Regions from separate parts of the Macaca mulatta genome. Here region 1 is linked to region 2. A link is a contact called in public Micro-C data. All regions are on one chromosome and are shown on one strand. Each heading gives the region's core, a stretch centred on a gene start, on an enhancer-like site or on the middle of the called end of the contact. The rest is flanking DNA. Distances are from core to core; before and after follow the strand shown.

Region 1 (2,866 bases), core at 360-2,859, 130 kb before region 2:
GCAACCTGCCTCCCAGGTTCAAGCGGTTCTCCTGTCCCAGCCCCACAAGTAGCTGGGATTACTGGAGCGCAGCACCATGCCGGTCTAATTTTTGTATTTTTAGTAGAGACAGGGTTTCACCATGTTGGCCAGGCTGGTCTCGAACTCCTGACGTCAGGTGATCCGCCCGCCTCGGCCTCCCAAAGTGCTGGGAATACAGGCGTGAGCCACCGTGCCCAACCAACTCATCTCTCTTAACATGGTGACACTCACTCCTTCCTCAGTTCACATGGTTCTCTCTCTCTCTCAGCTGACTTCTAATCATCCCTCCAGATTTAGTTCAGTATCAGCTCTTCAAGAAAGCCTTTCTTCACTGCTGCAGCCTCCTTTCCTTCACCTGTCAACAGAGTAGGTATTCCTTCCTCTGCAGTCCCCCTTTACCTCATTTCTAATTAACCTCATCACAAGTTATTCTATTAATATGTGTTTCTGTCTGTTCCTCCTGACTCAGAGTTCTTTGAGGACAGGGGTTTTATTTTATATCAATCACACATTCCTAGCATAGCCCCTGGAATATAGCACTCTATACCATATGTGTACCAAATGAATGCTTTTGAAAAAGTGGAATGGTTTATATCGGGCTTACAAATCACAGCAAAGAATGTCTGGGAATATCAGGATAGTCAGTCTTCCATATTTACTGAGAGGGAAAAGGAACACTTCTGAAGGAATGTTGATGACCCGGAAAGTCAGTTAAGGACAACAAGTCTGCCTGAAAAAAGAAGTAAAGATCAGAGAAGTCACAGACTTTCATTAGAGAGAACACAAAGAAATCATTTATTTAAAGATCCGACTAAATCCAAAACAAGTTCACAAAGCCAACAGAAATTCAAGATACATAGACATACACAGCGAACATTCTCAAGTCAATTTCAAAATGTTGAAAGCTATTTAGGCAATAAAGATCACAAACTTTCCGCACTGCCAAGGTGAGGGAAATTACATTTCAAAGGCGATTCCAAAAAATCTAATCAAGACTTTCCTCAGGATCAGTTTTTGGTATCCACATTTCCTCAGTATGTGTAATACAGGTGCCTGTCTTGGGCGTACGGATAAACCCAGAAGGCCACGAGCAAACATCGTGATTAACTTTAAAGAGTTTAACTTGCACCCCTTGTATGATGCCACAGGATAGAATACTATAAACCGCCAACCTCACAAGATGAGTTACAGTTGCCATGGGTTAAATTTGCTGCCTGGAAAACAAATTTTAAGTCCTGCACCCAGAAGGGTCTGGGAATGGGCCGCAACAAAGACCAAGCCAGAACACCCCGAGCCCAGATCAGCTCAGAGAACGCGCTCCACGTGTACGCGCCTGCAAGCCCGGCTTCGCTTCCCGCCCGCGGGGAGCGCCCTTAGCTGCACTACAGCGTTCGCGCCCGGACCAGGACGAGTAAAGGAGATGGGGGCCCTCAAGCCCTCGAGAATATAATAAATACCCGTTAGTCATACCACACTACCTTCCTGCTAGCGCGAGGCAGGCAATTACCATCCACCAGCGGCAAGCAGCCAGCGTCTCACCCGGAGCGCAGGCCCGACCCCGCACTCGCACCCAGCATGCGCGCGGCACAGCGGATACAAGGAGCGCGGCACTTAGTCCCGTCTCGCCCGGGGGGAACGTAAGATTGGCGCTGCTCGCAGCCAATCCGCTGGCAGCGAGTCTGTCTGTGAACGCTTCCGCAAGCTACGCAGCGCCCGGCCTGAGGGCGTGTATCCGCGGCCGTAGCAGCCCGGCTGGTCCTGCTGCGAGCCGGCGGCCGGGAGTGGGGCGGCGGGTAAGTGGGCACGAACACGACGGACGCTGTACAGTCTCCTTCGTCCGTAGGGAACTGCTGGCGGCCTAGGGTCGTCCTGAGAGGGAAAAGTGAGGTCCGGCTGCATCTGCGGCGCCCTGCGTGGCCGTGCGAGCCGTGGCCTCAGAGGCTCGTCCCCTACGCAAATCTTCGCTGTCTTGCCAGGGTCCTGACGTGACGTGCGGCTGCGAGAAGGCAGGGGCGGGTTGGGGGAGGTGCTGAGGTGGTAGCAGCGGCGGCCTTTGCTGCGTTTTCTCTGTCCCAGAGGGCTCAGGCAGGGGGAACTCCCTTGAGGGGCCGCTGCGGGTCGCCGTCTCCGGAGGCACCGGCGAGGGCAGAGCCGACGGCCTCTTCACGGTCTGTAAGGTCATTGTTTACCAGTCGCGGGGCAGCGCGGCAAACCTGCTGGGGAAAGGTTTTCTGGTTGGAATAGGATGAGTACCGCACCAGCTTTGCCTTCCAGCTGAGATGTAAATTTCAGGCCTCCATCCTGTGGAACGTGGGAAAACTATCTTGAGTGTTGGCATGTTCTAAGTAGTTTAAAATAATGTATGATAAATGATGTGTGTTTAGACGAAGGATTTACACATACAAATTGGAGACTCTCGCGGTCTTAGTGTAACTAACTTTTCGTCCCCTTAACCCTTGATGCCTGTTCTGTGCGTCTCTAGAGGGGAAGGAGCATTATACTCTGGAAGCACTTGCTGGATGGGGAAAAGAGAAGTTCCTCTCCGTATGCTAACTCCGTAATACAAGCGTTTGTGTATTTTAAAATCACAACTGTTCCAAATGTAATCTAGCCTCGTTTTCCCCCTCCCTCGGATGATAGGTGTTCTTCAGGACAGTTTTATTTTAAGGAATTCTTAGACCCAAGTAAACACCATCATTAAAAGAACTGGTAACTATTATCAGTTCTTCCTTTGGAGTCCATCTTAAATGGAAAGGAGATGGGAAAAACTTTTTTAAAGAGAAGAAAGAAAACTGAAGTTTTTTAATTGACTAGAGAAATATTCAGAAGACTCTTTATTTTCACC
Region 2 (2,852 bases), core at 10-2,509:
ACTCTTTAACTATTTATTTTGTGAACACGACTAATTACATAGTATCACACGAGCCTCTAAAAGCAGCTTTTATAATATTTGTGCTACCTCACACACCTCAGGGATTTGTATCCACCAGTATGCGTAAGGGGCTTGCAATGGTGGTAATCAGAATGGACTGTGTGTCTTTTGAAAATTCACCCCCAATTCCCATGAGTGTGCACCTTTCTGTCTCCCCAGTTGGCAGAGCTGTGGTAATGAGGTTGAATTCCAAGGCCGAATTTGTAAACATTCTTTGAGACTTAACGTTTGTACAGGGCTTTCCCATTTTAGGAATGACAGGTGTACATTTCACTTTACTTCAAAGAAGGTAACTGATACAAAAAGATTAAAGAGACTTGCCCAGATGTCATTGCAAGTTTGGGACAGAACCAAAGTAGAATCTAGGACATGTAGTACCTGAAGGGCTATAACCCTGCCCATCCCCATTTATCTTTAAAGGTTTTGTTTGTTTATGGCAGTTAAGGCTTATATTATATTGGCTTCCTCCCTCCCCCTTTTTGGTATAACAGTGACAACCCAATGCGTGTTTTAGGACCATTGCTTTGGTTAACGGAGAAGCAGCAGCTAACAGGTGGATGAGGAGAGACCAGTTAGGAAGCCCTTGCGGGGGGCGGGGGGCGGGGGTCCCGATGGCAGATGACAGTGGCTTATTTGGGGTGGTAAGTGTTCACGGTGATAAAGGGACATATTTGAAATGAGTTTCAAAGGTAGAACTGATAGGCTTCCATGATGGGCGTCAAGGATGGATCCCAGGTTGCTGGCATGGTTAACCGGATGCAGAATATCTGCGATGGAACAGATTTGGGGTGGGCGGTATTTCCCAAAGTTTAAAAACACCCAACCAGAACTCCGCCCCGCTGCCACCTGGGTCGTGTCTCGGGGCAAATTTCAATATCTCCCTTTTCGCAACTGTTTTCAGAAAATAAAAGGACTAACTGTAGCTGTCAAGTGCTAAGAATAAAAAGAGAAAAGTAGCAGGGCAAAGCCGAGTCCCGGGCAGGCCCCACGCTGCCCCCTGCGGACCAACTTTAGGGTCCTGTGGCGCCCAGTCCCAAGTCCAGGAGCCTTTCATTGCGTCTGACACTCACCTTGCTGCTAAGATCCTCCTTGTGTGGGGTCGAATTGTCGGTGGGGATCAGCACAGGGCTGTCCTCTGGGCGCGTCCCTCGGTTGGGCATTTCCACCCACCGCAAGAAGCGCAGTATGCTCGGCCCTGAAGGAACCTCGAGCATTAGTCACCGCGCATGCGCGCTTCCAGCCGCGCGCACCCTTTCTTTTCCCGCGAGTTTTACCAACAGCGTCTGCGCGCTCACTTGAACGCATGCGCAGGCCGTGTCTGGCCTGGGGAGGAGTTTCGCGCCTGCGCGTGGCTGCTTAGGGCGTGAGTAAACAGTCTGGTTGCAAAATCTGAGGTTCCTGTACTGGCCTCTAGTGGTTGAGATGCAGAAACGCTCAGGTGGTTTCTTCATGACGTCTTATCTAGTATACTACGAGTTATGTGCGCCCTCCAGTGGTACATGTAAAGAATAGCCGTGCAATAGAAATAGCTCTTAATATAATATGTATTATCTAGGGAAAGATGAAGTTGAGGAACATAGGAGATACTGTGTTGGCAATAGAACTATACAGACTTGGTAAAGTTTTGGTTAACTCGTGGTTAGGGTTGCCGGATAAAATACAGTATGAATTTCAGATGAATTCGTAGTTTTTTAGTATGTCTATGTCCCCTGCAATATTTGCAATATCTCACTTCCGTGGAAAAAAATGACTAAAACTTGGAAATAGGCAAAAGAGATTTATTTACTGGATGTTCTTTCAGTGCTGCTCTGAACTTGACTTTATTATGTTGACTTGACTGGGCTGTTTTACAATTCTCTAGGGGCAAAGGTTAACTTTGGTAGAGATTTTGGTTTGGTAGAGATGCAAATAATTTTTTTGGTGTACCAGATACCAACACAGGTTATGATGTATTGTTCTGTAACACATTCGTCAGCTTTGTCTCTAACCCTGCAATTGTGTCCTAACATTTCTTTATTAATATATGCCTAGCTTCTCTAATATTCTGTATTGGTTTTAAAGTCTTATCGGTTCCCTCACTAACTAATGAGTTGAATAAAACTTTGACATGTATTTGTTTTATGTTCACATTAGAGACATGATTTTAGGTTTTTGAGAATTATACTATATTATTGGAAATCTTAAGGTTCCACAGAGATGCCCAAGTGGATTTATGTGATGAATCAAACTGTCTCGCGACAGAAATGTATACATCATGGGTTGTTTAAGTCCAGGCATGTTTTTTATTTGCTCTTAGAGAAATCCGAAGTGGTTATATATTTTTCCTTCTTAATTGATTTTTAGAATTTTGTTTTTGTTTCTGATTTGTATATTCCTGATAAGCTATTCAGGTATAACTTATACATTACTGATGCATTGATAGCAGCAATGATTGGGAGTTTGGTTTTGTGGTCTAACCATTTGGTGGTATCTGTTGGATGATGGACGTCTAGTCTTTCTTGGTAGAGAGGTAGATAGGTGCAGTGGCTCAAACCTGTAATCTCAACCACTTGGGGCTGAGGTGGGAGGATTGCTTGAGGCCAGGCGTTCAAATAAATAAATAAGAGAGGCGAAAGAGACACCAGTTTGTAAGTCTTTTTGTTTATCGTTTGTGAGCTCAAATTAATTAATTACTTTTGTGTCCACTGAGAGGGAAGGAGGACAGCTATTTGAGATGTGGGTTGGTGAGGTTTTGTTTGTTTGTTTTAACATAAAGGCCGCTCAAGCAGAAGAGCTGGTGAATTTTTGTGGTT

The links. Hi-C and Micro-C count contacts between places; a contact is called where the count stands out from the background.
Region 1: a Micro-C map of CD4 T cells shows a contact between it and region 2, with 6 times the contacts expected there. The contact joins the promoter of PMS1 here to the promoter of ASNSD1 in region 2. A contact is called at or near these places in 5 of 14 Hi-C or Micro-C datasets (CD4 T cells, cortical neurons, fetal cortex germinal zone and 2 more).

Annotation. Positions count from the first base shown.
Region 1 is chr12:94,778,270-94,781,135 of T2T-MMU8v2.0, reverse strand. PMS1 (PMS1 homolog 1, mismatch repair system component) reads right to left here and starts at 1,609. Exons shown (of 14, transcript XR_013402080.1): 1 at 1,500-1,609. ORMDL1 (ORMDL sphingolipid biosynthesis regulator 1) reads left to right here and starts at 1,713. Exons shown (of 4, transcript NM_001266349.1): 1 at 1,713-1,814.
Region 2 is chr12:94,649,919-94,652,770 of T2T-MMU8v2.0, reverse strand. It overlaps ASNSD1 (asparagine synthetase domain containing 1), which reads right to left and starts at 1,259. Exons shown (of 6, transcript NM_001194770.3): 1 at 1,131-1,259. ASDURF (ASNSD1 upstream open reading frame) reads right to left here and starts at 1,279. Exons shown (of 4, transcript XM_077957318.1): 1 at 1,131-1,279. The coding sequence starts at 1,274.